Regions from separate parts of the Rattus norvegicus genome. Here region 1 is linked to region 2. Evidence: chromatin contacts called from public Hi-C data. All regions are on one chromosome and are shown on one strand. Each heading gives the region's core, a stretch centred on a gene start, on an enhancer-like site or on the middle of the called end of the contact. The rest is flanking DNA. Distances are from core to core; before and after follow the strand shown.

Region 1 (6,496 bases), core at 3,347-5,846, 130 kb before region 2:
TTCCCCACGCAGGGAAGCGATGCTGACATGGTGGATAAGAATAAATGCTGTACACTCTGTAACATGTCCTTTACCTCAGCCGTGGTGGCCGACTCACATTACCAAGGCAAAATCCACGCCAAAAGGTTAAAACTGTTGCTAGGAGAGAAACCTCCATTGAAAACCACAGGTATGTGTTTGGGGGAGGGGAATGGTCCAGGCCTGCAGGGAGAGCCACACACCCTCTTTTCAGAAGCTGCAAGCTTTTTGGGTCACATGACAGGTGCCATCCAAAACCCACAGGAAGGGATGGGGAGCCTGGGCACACATGGCCATTGGGGTAGGATTTCATTGGCTTGTACAGTGTCTTTCATCCTCCAGGATGCCTGTCCCATTGATTGTGTGTCATATGAGATACACATCTGTGGCGCTCTTCCCGGGTTCAGCCTGCATTCTACATGGGTATGGAAGAGTACATTGCATAGAAGTTAGGGTCGAGCCAGTGTCTATGGAAAGCAATTACCATTCTTTACGTCTGCACGTTGGGCACACCAGGGCACAGTGACCTCATACGTTCTTAGTTTGGTGGAGAAGAAGCACAAGTAAACCATAGTCTTCGCAGTCACTTTAGTTCGGAGACAAGTGTGTATGACATTCCCGCCATTGTTGCTGGGGAAGCTGTGACTCAAACCTATTTATTTTCATCAGTAACTTCAATATTGATTGCCGATTACCTGATCTTCTAAATGCTTAACTAAACAATGTCTTTGGAGGTTTACCAAATGATGAAACCAAGATTTATTTTTATATATATAATTTAGCAATGCTGAAACTGTTCGGACAAGATTTATATTGTGATGAAGACGTTACTGTGCTGGGTTATAATCCCAAGAAGTTAGGGGATATTTTTCATTATGTCTCCTCTTACAGTGCAATTAAAATTTAGTAGTGCATTTTATCTTGCTGTCTAATGAATCGTGCATAAATCGTGGGCGTAATTATTTTTAAATGGTATTTTGGAAACGAGAGAGTGTCTGAAACAACGCTTGGGTTTTGACTTCAGTGGCGCACTTCTTCAGCTAATTGCTTAACAAATAGTAAGGAGCCTTTTCGCTCCTTTTCTCAGCTGGGTTTGAGTACAGCGTATCGTTCTCTTGGAGGTGGATGTGACATTCAGGTGTAGAATGGTTTCGTCTGGAAACAAGTGCAGCTTATTTTAGAGCCTCTGCCTGATGTGGCATGAAACAAGGGACGCTCTGTTGAGACGCTTGTTCTCAGAAAGGCTGAGGCACTAACCTTGTGACCTACGCATCGTCAGATCTCTTAAAATAGACACCTCAAAGCAGGAGTCGCTGGAAAGTTTCTATCTTTTCTTTCTGTGAATGAGTAACTAGCTCGTCTGTTCTCTTTGCCTAAGCAGAAGAGTGCTCTTACATTTCGTTTTGGAGGTAGTACATGGGGGAGGTAGTACTGGGAGGAGAGAGGCTGCATCACATTGGTTAGCAAATGGCAAAAATGATTATTTATGTCTCAAAAACAATCACATGCCCAAAATAGCTCTTTATGATTTTGTATCCATCTTCAGGAATTCAAATAATCCCAGAACTAGGGCATAGGACTCAAGGATAACTTATTAACTCTCAATACATTGCAAAGACAGGAGGAGCTGGCAAAATGGCACAGAGGCTAAACTCAGGAGCAAAACTGAGTTTGACTCCTGGACCTCTATGGTGAAAGGGAAGAATTTAAACTGTGTCCTCTATGTAAGCACTGTGGCAAGCATGCCCCCTCCCATAAACAAATATAATAAAACATTGGAAGAACACACACACACACACACACACACACACACGACATACACATACACGTATCCCAAAGACAAAATTCAGGTCATATGAAATGTTCCCTTACTCAGTGACTGGGTTCATGCTGTTCATGGCACTAACTTAGCTCTTGAGGTTACAGAGATCAAGGAACCTGTTAGGCAAGACCAGGATGGGAAAGGACATCTTACAAGATCAGCTTGAAGCCTCTTCCACTGGGGAGCAGAGAAAGCTAATTGTCATAACCTAGACTCTTTCTTGTCCATTTCTCTTGCTTAGCATTACCCTCTTCCCTACCTTCTTTGAGCAGACAGGATCTTGGAAGGTGCGAACCACAGACCAAAATGAGTTCAGAGACGCTCAACTGATCCTCAGGCTTGGGATTCTGCCAGCCACTGAGCACAAAAATATGCAGACGTAGGCAGTGGAAGGTGTGACCCAAGCTAAAGGTGGGAACATGGATGGAACAAAGGGCAGCAACTTAGTGTGGCTGCAGAAAACGTGAGTGGTCAAGGAATGTGCCCACAGCCATTGGCAGCAGGACTTTGGGGAGACCTGAGATTTGGCGAGAATCGGTAGAGATGCCTTTTAAGAGGATCCCAGGTGAGTATCAGTTAAGGAGCAGGAATCAGGTTAGAGAATCAGCACAGGTCAGAGAACAGGACCCTGGCCCCAGGCTTCAGACATTGGGTCTAAAACACAAACCCAGTTATTGTAAGGGCAAGGACTTTGAAGCTGGAGAAGACCCAAGCCATGGCACTGGAGTTGCTGCGGGTTCCTTGCCAGCCATAACACTGCCTTCCTTTGCCGGCCCACAGTCTTTCCTAACAGCGCTTTAGAGAGAGCCCAGTCCCGAGGTTTCCCTGTGCATGGGTACACAGACAGGGTTGGTATCACCTAATCGGCTTAGCTGGCTTGAAATCCTATCTGTAACGAAAACAAAGCCAAAAGGAAAACCAGACATGTAAAACCCAGCATCACTTGACATGAAATGGCAGCCTAAGTCATCCTTCCATTTGGACAGGATCCGCACCCAACTTCTTTGGTCCTATGACCACGTGATGGTCCAACGTCGTGTACTTTTGTCTTCACAGCTATAACCAGACCAGAGATTCTAAGACAAAAACCAAGAAGACATAGAACTGGTTTGTGTTCCAGAGGGTAGGCTCTGCAACTTAGAGGCCCTAGTAAAGATGTCAGAAACTTGATGCCAGAGAGAAGCAATACCTTGCTCAGGTACCCCTGCTGTGCAGCCTGCCATGTTGTGAACCACGGCCTCTCAGACTCTGGTGATTTCTGGGGTCGGTGGGGGGCATAATTGGAGTAGAGCTCATTGCTTCTCTGTACTATTTTATTCAATGAAGAACAGTCAGGACCAGTGAATCACTGTCTCCTTGACTTGCATCTGTACTCAGACCAGACATCAGTTGAGCGCTCCGCAGGACACAACGCCCTTGGAATTGCCTTCTTCAGATGAGAGCATCTTTACTAGGGTCTCTAAGTTGCAGAGCCTACCCTCTGGACACAAACCAGTTCTACGTCTTCTTGGTTTTTGTCTTAGAATCTCTGATCTGGTTATAGCTGTGGAGGCAAAAGTACATGACGTTGGACCATCACGTGGTCATAGGACCAAAGAAGTTGGGGTGCGGATCCTGTCCAAATGGAAGGATGACTTAGGCTGCCATTTCATGTCATTTGCAGGGAGACCAGAGAAACTGGACTGAGCGAAGAGAGGCCAGAAAGCAGAAGGCGGCTGTGTCCGTTAGCTATCGCTATAGCAATAGGACAAAGATAGTTTAATTTACTACTGACTCCTCAAAATGCATACAGGCAATTTTTTAATAAAAAACAATGATGGTTATTTCAAAAGTAAAAAAAAAGAAATATAGTGATATTTGAACCTTTCCACGGCTCCCCCTCATCTCATAAAAAAGAGAATCTCGGGGGAAATGCAAGATTGAATGAACAGGTAATTCCCAAATCACAATCTACCCTTCAGGGCCCAGGGCCCCTTTTCTCCAACCTTATTCTTGCTGCTTGCTTCTTTCTGCTCCAGAGGCACTACCAGGCAAGATTGAGAGGTTCACTGATTTGATTGATGGGTTGTGGCAGAGCCCTGGGAGGCTGGGACAGTGGAGGAGAGAGGATATGTTCACAGTGTAACCAGCATCCTGAGATTTGTCTTAGAGCAGCGTCCCAAAGGACCGAGATGATTGTGAGTGGCTGTTATTGAATCCTAAATCCAGGGTGAATTCGATATCTTGCAACTGGAGAGCAGTGTCTGCGGTTTGCAATGTTTGCAGGGACTGGGATTAGGGCTCCTGTGTTTGGGATCCCAGATTTGGAGTTTTATTCATGACTTGAGATTCACATTGCTTTTAGGCCTCTACTAGGGAGGTAAGAACTCACCAGAAGCGCCCTTCTCAGGGCATAGAGAGTCAAAGATCCTTGAAATATCCATGCCTAATAACCTGAAACTTTCTCACTAGTTTCTACCAGTTCTCATGAGCACCAGGAGCATGGGCTTCTGGCGGAAGTGAGGGTCCAAACTATAAGAAAACGATGCTATGAATATTCTCCTCTTGGAGGATGACTAGAGGAGTCGAGTTTGTTTAGTAGGTAAAAATCTATCCCTCTTGGGAAAGTCTTTTAAAAGCTTTCATAGGAAAGTGCTATAATTGTGGAGCATGTGTTTTGTGTGCATATGTGTGTTTGTTCATGTGCCCGAGAGCAACAGATATAACCAGGGAGTGGGCAGAAAATGAGTTAGGTGGGAGCTCAAGACAGGGAAGAGTCTGTTGATACCCAGAGATGTTCACAGGCAGAATGTGCATGTGGGAGCTGTTGATGCAGCCTGGTGCTGAGTCTTGGGGCCTTTCCAGTTGGAGCTCCATAAGCAGTTGGTGCTTAACTTAGATGACTTTTCAGAGCCCTCTAAATCAGTTATTTCCCACCCGCTGCCACAGGCATGTAGACCCACCGACAGGATGGCTGGAGAGAACACTGACTTGGGATCCAAGGGATGGAGAGCTCGGGCACTGTGCAACCAGAGTCCGTTTTATACTTTCTGGTCGGAACACGTTCCTCCCAGGCTTCAGCCTTCTTGTCTGTTGTTTTGTTCTACTGCTGTGCATATATTTGCATATATCTCCCCGTTCTTTCGAGGGAAGAGGTTGGTTCCCTTCCACATTGAGAGTCTCGGATTTGTTCTTCTGCTGCCTTGCTTAGAACACAGAAGCTACTGCTTCGAGTCTCTTAGGACAAGACTTTCTGAGCTGTGTCTTTGTGGGCTGAGGCAGAGTCTAGCACTTTGGAGCTGCTGGGAAGGGGGAGGCACTTCTGGCAGTAATGAAAAGAGGGACTGGGGACTAAAGGTTGGGGAGAGCCAGGAAGGCAAAAGTGCAATCATGGTCTGGGAGGTAAGTAAGCCTTTCAGGAGGCAAGAGATACAGTCAACAAACAGGGGCTAAAGTCCTAGCCTACCAAGTGGAAGCAATGGGGAGTAGTTTTAAAGATAGAAACTCAGGATAAAATAAGAAATCAGATACCAGGATTAGGACTCCAAAGAGGGTCTGTGTCTCAGGAATATAGGATTTCTGTTATCAGAGAGTAAGAGCAGCGACTAAACAGATGGAAACTTGATACCCAAGCCCAGAGGCCTCAGAAGAGCCATTCCCCACCCCTGCCCGCACGACAGGGTAAATACTAAGCAGGCTGGAGACCTCCTTCAGGCTCTAGGCTGTATGATGGCTTCCTCCTGGCTTCCTGTAGAGACAGTCTTCAAGGCTGCTACACTGATCCTATAGCTGTGTAATACGATGCCCAAGTGGCAAGATAGATGGTATCAGGTCTGACATTGTTGGCTCCCCAGGAGCATGATGGAGGGTAAAATAATATTATCTCAAGATATTGCTCAGGACCTGCATAGACAGCTTAGGTGGCAGGGAGTCAGTTTCAAGTGGAATTACGGCGGCTAGTTCATCAACTTTGAAGCGAGGAGTTTGTTTTGGAGTATCCAGGTGGGGCCAGTAGAATCCGAAATGTATTCCAAGGGGAAAGGGAAAGGCAAGGGGGTCCGGCAGAGTGATCCAGGGCTTGGGGAGGGTCCAGCTATCTTTGGGTGCTGGTGGTGCTGGGGGAAGGCAAGAGTTCTTTCCTGGAACTGCCTGAAGAGTATACTTCTGACAATGCAGCTTTTAGTCAGTGAAGTCTGTTTCACATTCCTGATCTGAGGAACGGTAAATTACTAAAGTGTGTTATGTTGAAACCACTAAGTATGTGATAATTTGTCACAGGTACAACGGGACTAATTTTCCCAAGAAAAAGCTGACTTGTCACCCACATGTACAATTCACATGTCGTCTGGGGACCCACAGATACAACCTAAGGGCCATGGCTGTGGGCAGGGCATGGTGGCAAACCTGGAGGTCTGTCTTCATGTGAGGTCTATACTTCAGGTAGAGTTACTCCTCCACTGCCAGGCACAGCCATTGATGGCTGCTTCTCAGATAGTGTATGTGCTGTTCTCCCAATATCGAAAGCTTGCCATATGTCCTCTGTGTTTCCACCATTCTTTCTTTGTGCATTCTCAAATGTAAGGCACAGCTTCTGAATCCCCACTCCCAAATGTGCCCTGGTCCATCTCTGAGATGCCCTTCACTCGTCCTGTGTGTACCTGAGCACCCTGCTAAATC
Region 2 (6,191 bases), core at 1,009-3,508:
GCAGCTTCAGGAGGGTCTGGTGTTTATGTGTATAAATCGCAAGTGTGGGCCAGAGGACAGACAGACTCCCAAATTCATAGGATGAGAATTCTAGAAATGGGGCGCAGCCTAAAAGGCATGGGTAGGGCAACAGTGACAGGCAGTGAGGTAAGTGACTACATGTCAATGCATAGAAGAGCCTTGTCCCTCACACGGAAGAGTGAAACCCAAGCACACCTACAGCCCTGGCTACTTGCTTTAACCCACGCAAAGGGTATTGGGGGAAGATGAGCTAACCTGAGCCATGAGCCTTGGGTGAGCCCATCTGAGCACTACACATGCCGCTAATTGATGTGTGCCTGGAATGGATTGCACCCAGGATCTAAGCAATTCGGATATGACCTGAAGAAAGTGAGGTTGTGTTTTCACGTGTGAAATGACAAATAAAGAAAAGAACCTCTTCCCTACTGTTGCTGTGGTGCAGGGAAGCGTGCCTGGGCTCTCATGGAAGACAGACTGTCTATGATTGGAAGTAGTATTATTCATATGAATTGGTCAGGATAAGCAGTTGTGGTAAAATATCCCATTTTTTTCTCTGCGAAATTGTCTATTTTACTCTCAACATGTATATTTAAAGTTTGGCAGGATTATGGAAGATCATTCAAAAAGAGAAGAAGAGAAAAGAAAAAGAAAGAAATCGCTTAACCACTTTGTGAATGTGTGGAACTGAAGACTGACGGGAAGGGATGACTTGTTGGCAGTGTTGGGGAGGTTTCTGCTATAGCTGGGAGGAGGACTGGGGGGCATGACAGGCTTCCGGGGATGCAGAGTGTAAAGTAATGACTGAGTCAACTCTGCCTGGCTTCAGTGCCCCCTCTGCCATTACTGAGAGCAGAAGGGGGGATAAGTGGTTGTAGAGGGATCAAGGGGCTCACTTATAGGTTGCCTGTTATTTTTCTTTGTTCTGTTTTTATACTTTAAAAGAAATCTCTCTCTCTCTCTCCCTCTCTCTGTGTGTGTGTGTGTGTGTGTGTGTGTACATAATATACACACATCTGAAAATCTTTGTCTCAAACAGGCCCTGAGTGTAGTTATTCCACAGGTTTCCCACACAGTTAAAAGAGAATACTTGAGATTCCCCATCCCCAGAACCTTATGCTTCTTCCTCCAGTCTCCTGTATCTCTACCCAGCACTACCACCTAGCCAGAAGCTCAATACAAAGTCTGGTCATTGGCCTTGCTTCCTGTCTTGCATGTCCACATCTTTCTATCAGCAAGTCTTGTGATGCCCTCCACAAACTTTGGCTGTGTCCCACAGTTCCAGCCTGCTGTGACTCTTCCTGCTACTCCTTACAACGCCTTCCTGGCTGGCTTCCATGCCCCATTTTCTTTTTTATGTACTGTTTCCCATCTAGGAACTGGGGCAAACGCTTAAAACATGACCCAGGTCATAGTGTACCCCACATAAACCTTCTGAAGTCTTCTTACCCTATTTGGAGGTGTACTTACTGGCAGCCCATGGAGCTCCACTCAATCCAATATACCCATGCCTGACTGTTTTCTGTTTCTGTCATGTCTCCTTTTGGAAATACAGTAAATTGCCATTGGTACAAAGATTCTATGGCTTTTGTTCACTGCTGCCACTGTAACACTTAGAAGGGGCTGGCATCCGGAAGTCATATGCTGTGAACCAGTGTTAGAATCAGAAATGGATAACACTAAAATCAGGCAGACAACGTCATATTGGAGAAGCACTAAACGCAACATGGGGGTCCAACCTGCTCAGTAGGAAGCTTTGCTTAAAGAAGAGGTACTCTTTAAGTTTTTGAAGCTCTATTTTATTGATTAAGACTAACATATTTTTAAAAAGGAACTCTGAAATATACCTTTAAGTAGCGAAAAGTATTTCAAGCAATCTAGAAAATGTCTTGGGGGGGCAGACAGAAGAGAGAAATAGGCTCGAGCTATGGGCATGAGGTGAGGACTAGTGTAGCGAGTACTTGATGTCACTCACGCCTACAGAGATGATGGAGTAACACAGAAGGAAGTTGGTCTTGAGAAGGAAAAGTCAAGTCAAAAGTCGAACCTAAATGGTAGGTTGCTAACCTAGTGTACTCAAGACCCCTGGTTTTATATCCTGCACCCCCTCCATATAAACACATATTTACAGAACAAGAAACAAATAAATAAGAAAATGCTATAGAGTCTAGGCAAGTGTCCTGCCTCTGAGAGAGTGGGTTGTAGAACTAGAAGCAGTAAAAGGGAGGAATGTTATCTAAGACACTGACAGCACTGTGAGGAGAAGCAAGGAAGGAGTGAGTCATAAGACAATTGCAGACTTCTAGGGTGGTGATATTGCTTCAGGAAAGAAGGAAGCTAGTTGGAGAGGGAGAAGGAAGTCATAAGTTCACTTTTATTCATGTGAAGACTGGGGAGTCTGTGGATCATAAGGGAAGGCTTTTGTTTGTTCAATGAAAGCACAAGAGCTGGAAAGGAATATGGATGAAAGTAGGAGTATGGATTTCGAGAGCCCATGTGCAGCATATGCATTTTGAGAGCCCATATGCAGTGGTAGTTAATAATAGCACAGGTGATGGTGAGTCATAGAGACACATTGTGAGAAGGAGCAAGCAAGCAAGAATGGCATCCCAGAAAAAAATCACAAAATTCAGGTGTGGGCTGAAGGGATGGAACGGCAATGTTAAGAGGGTAGGAGTCACTTGGCTGCGTTGTCAGAATCCTGAACAGATTGAAAAGAAGGAGGTATCAAGAAGAAATCTGATGAGACGAAGGCTAAGTAGCACCTTCAAAAATATGACCAGCAGGTGCAGTTTATGGAGAAGTCAGAAGAATAGGCAGATGGAGTAGGTAGGGAGAAATGAACAAGACATGGTAAACAGAGGCAGGGTAGGCGGGCCAGAGGCCCCAGGAGTGTTCCCCACTGACTTGAGGGAGGCAGGCAGAGGATATGTACATAGATCATGTTGTCAGTGAAGGAATGAGGAAAGCCTATAGAAGATACAGCGTACCTTTCTTGATGACAGACATGAATGTTGATGTCGTGATGTCCCAACAACACCCCCATGGCTATGCGTCTTGGAAAATCAGCTTAGCCCCTCTCCATCAGTATCTTTATATGTGACATGAGGGTTTCAGTATCTGTTGCATGGTGTGATAAGAAGTGCCCTGTCAATATGAGGTCAGTACTCACCACAGAAAGTGCATAACAGATTCTTGATGCCATTTCTGCTACGGATGGTAAAGACGATGGAGGAGATTGGATTTGATTAAGAAGTATCTGAAAGGAGGCAGACAGAAAACAAGCAGGATGGACAGCTACGGTTGAAGACAGTGGTGGCTGCATCCGTGTCTATTATGGAGATGTTAGTGATTGTTCAGCATTTCAGGAAAGCCACACAAAGACAGTGTTTACCTGTTTCAGCACTACCTGGGGCTCAGTGTAGATGCTGCTGTCTTTAGGCAATATTTGTTTCTCAGAAGAGGAAGTCTGGTATAGTTTAGAAGGCACTGATAGGCTGGTCACTACTAAAAGAAGAGGAACAGGTCAGTGGTGACATTGAAGTTGGTGTTCTGGTGGAAAGTAGAGGTGAGGCCTTCTCTACCCCTGCCTTTTGCATGTCTTGTAGTAAAAGAGATAACGTTACTTTTTTGTATTACTGAAGGTGTTTTACTTTGCTATAACAGTATCTGACAAATGCAACTTAAGGGAGGAAGGGTTTATTTTGACTCAAAGTTCAAGGGTTCTCAGTCCATCCTTGGCTCATAGCTCAAGGGCACGGTTCATCATGATGGAGAAGCAAGAGCTTGTAGCAGCTTGCCACATTGTTTCCACAGTCAGGAATGATGAATACCAGTGGTCAGTTTGTCCTCCCCTTTTTAATTCAGACTGGAATTCTAGCCCTCAATTCTGTCAGGTTGGTAATTTTAACCATCACAGAAAGGATTCATGTTCAGACAACAACATAGAGGGAATCATGTAGTTCATGGACTTCAGAAGCCACAGACTGTCCTGACATCCACATCTCTCATTGTCTATAAAACATTCATAGGCAGGGTTGGGGATTTAGCTCAGTGGTAGAGCGCTTGCCTAGCAAGCGCAAGGCCCTGGGTTCAGTCCCCAGCTCCGAAAAAAAGAAAAAAGAAAAAAAAAGAAAAAAAGAAAAAAATATTCATAGGCAATGGTTCATTTAATATGGCTGTGATGGGGACAGTAGTGATTTCCCTGTATCTCCAGTGGAGCTACCATTAGGTCAATGTGACCTCAAGCATGGCTTCCCAAATGAATGTACTCACCTTTACTTTGGTGCTCAGACATCTGCAGCCAACACAAATGCCTCGTTGACTGAGGAGAGTCAGACATGGCTTCCAGTTTCCTTTTTCCAACACTTTCAAGTCCCAAAGCTGTCAGCTCAAGAGTCCCAGAGGCTTAAAATGCAAGATATTGCTTTTTCTGTCTAACAGACTTCAAATCACTGGCATATTCAAGTATAGTCTTTATTAGCTATCTAGCGTAATGTAACAAATTACCTCAAATATGATCAAGTCAAAGCAACAGATAACTTGTTACCGGATCAGGAAGAGTTTAGTGATGTGATCTAAGGCTATAGTCAAGGCTGATTTGGTCTGATGCCTTGGGGACTCAAGGGGACTCAAGGGGACTCAAGGGGACTCAAGAAATCTTTGTCATGATAGCAGCCCATCCCCTCCATATTGTAAAGCCCAAGGCAAAGAACAAAGAGGCAGACACAGTTCCTTTTGTGACCAAATCTCCAACATCCCACACCACCACTTCAACTGTCTCCTATTGGGCAGAAATACATTAGGTCTTGTAGATGTAAAGCAATGGAGACCCTCCTTGTAGCGGTCTAAATGAAAATGTCCCCCATAGTCTTTTAGGAGGTGGCACTATTAGGAAGTATGGGTTTGTTGGAGTAGGTGTGCCGTGGTTGGAGGAAGTGTGTTACAGGGGGTGGGGATGAGGGCTGTGAATTCTCAGATGCTCAAGGTAGGCCCAGTGCCTTACTCTCTTCCTGCTGTCTACTGATGCATGTGGAGACTCCACCCCTTCTCTAGCACTATGTCTGCTTGTGTGCTGTAATGCTTCTGGCCATGACAGTGGACTAAACCTCTGAACTGTAAGACCAAATGCTTTCCTTTTTAAGGCACATGGTCATGGTGTCTTTTCACAGAACCCTCTTGAAGAGATGACTTCAGGGTGGGGGGGGGGAATAAAAAGGTAAGAGCTTGTTTTCCATATCACCACACTTCTCTATGAGTCAGGAGGGGTCATCTGCATTTTCTTCTGGACATCAATAGATTAAGTCTGCCAGTGTTGTAGGCACAACTAGAATAGTAAGATTTATCTAATTTGCAGGGGTTCATGGAGCACTAGGCTGCTTCCAGCAGACTGACTGGTGGCAGGATTACCAGAGAGTGGGAAGTGCACTGGGGAAGTTTCTCAGACCCTGTTATACAACTGGTGTAATAAACAACAAAATTACCAAACTTTGAATGCTCATTTATAATAATACTTTCAAATATAAATCTCAAGAAATAGTAAGTGAGATAGGCTAGCTGCAGGAAGAGAGTTATTGTGAGACTCTCTGCAGGTAGTCAGTTCCTCTCAGACATCTGCAATGTCTTACTGGCTTCCTCACCTAGTGGTGACTGAACCTTGATCATATGACAGATTCCATCTATATATCTTAATTAGGGCCTCTATTGCTGTGAAGAGACACCATGACCAAGGTTGGCTCATAAAGGACAACATTTAATTGGGACTGGCTTACAGGTTCAGAGGTTCAGTCCACTGTTGCTAGGAAAGCAGAGAGGCATGAATGCAGACTTGACGCTGGAGAAGAAGCTGATCCACAGGCAGCAGGAGACTGTGTCACTGGTTATAGCTTGAGGATAGGAGACCCCCCCAGCCTGTCTCCATAATGACACACTTCCTCCAACAGGGCTACGCCTCCTAACAAAGACACTTCCTATATGTCAAGCATGCAAACACGTGAATCTATCAGGGCCAAACCTATTCAAACCGGCACACAATGTATTCCTTACTGAGTCCTCACAAATACTGAAGGAACATTAATATTCTTCTTTTGGGGTATATATGAATGCTCTGGGAAGATTCCAATCATGTCAAAGTCACGAATCTAGAAGAGAACACAAGATTTGAATTCCAGTTT

What was found. A called contact is a pair of places that touch in the nucleus more often than the background predicts.
Region 1: a contact with region 2 is called in a Hi-C map of frontal cortex, with 1.9 times the contacts expected there. The contact joins two enhancer-like sites. A contact is called at or near these places in 2 of 12 Hi-C or Micro-C datasets (frontal cortex and hepatocytes).

What each region holds. Positions count from the first base shown.
Region 1 is chr16:74,827,406-74,833,901 of GRCr8, reverse strand. It overlaps Zmat4 (zinc finger, matrin type 4), which reads left to right. Exons shown (of 7, transcript NM_001134747.1): 4 at 13-169. Among named protein-coding and RNA genes, the nearest start is that of Zmat4, 230 kb to the left of the region's middle. Within about 2 kb of position 4,596, at least 16 of the 93 cell types and tissues checked have an H3K27ac peak or open chromatin away from gene starts, as enhancers often do.
Region 2 is chr16:74,691,353-74,697,543 of GRCr8, reverse strand. All of the region lies in intron 6 of Zmat4 (zinc finger, matrin type 4), which reads left to right. It overlaps LOC134482523 (a long non-coding RNA gene), which reads right to left. Exons shown (of 2, transcript XR_010058748.1): 2 at 6,018-6,158. Among named protein-coding and RNA genes, the nearest start is that of Zmat4, 370 kb to the left of the region's middle. Within about 2 kb of position 2,258, at least 11 of the 93 cell types and tissues checked have an H3K27ac peak or open chromatin away from gene starts, as enhancers often do.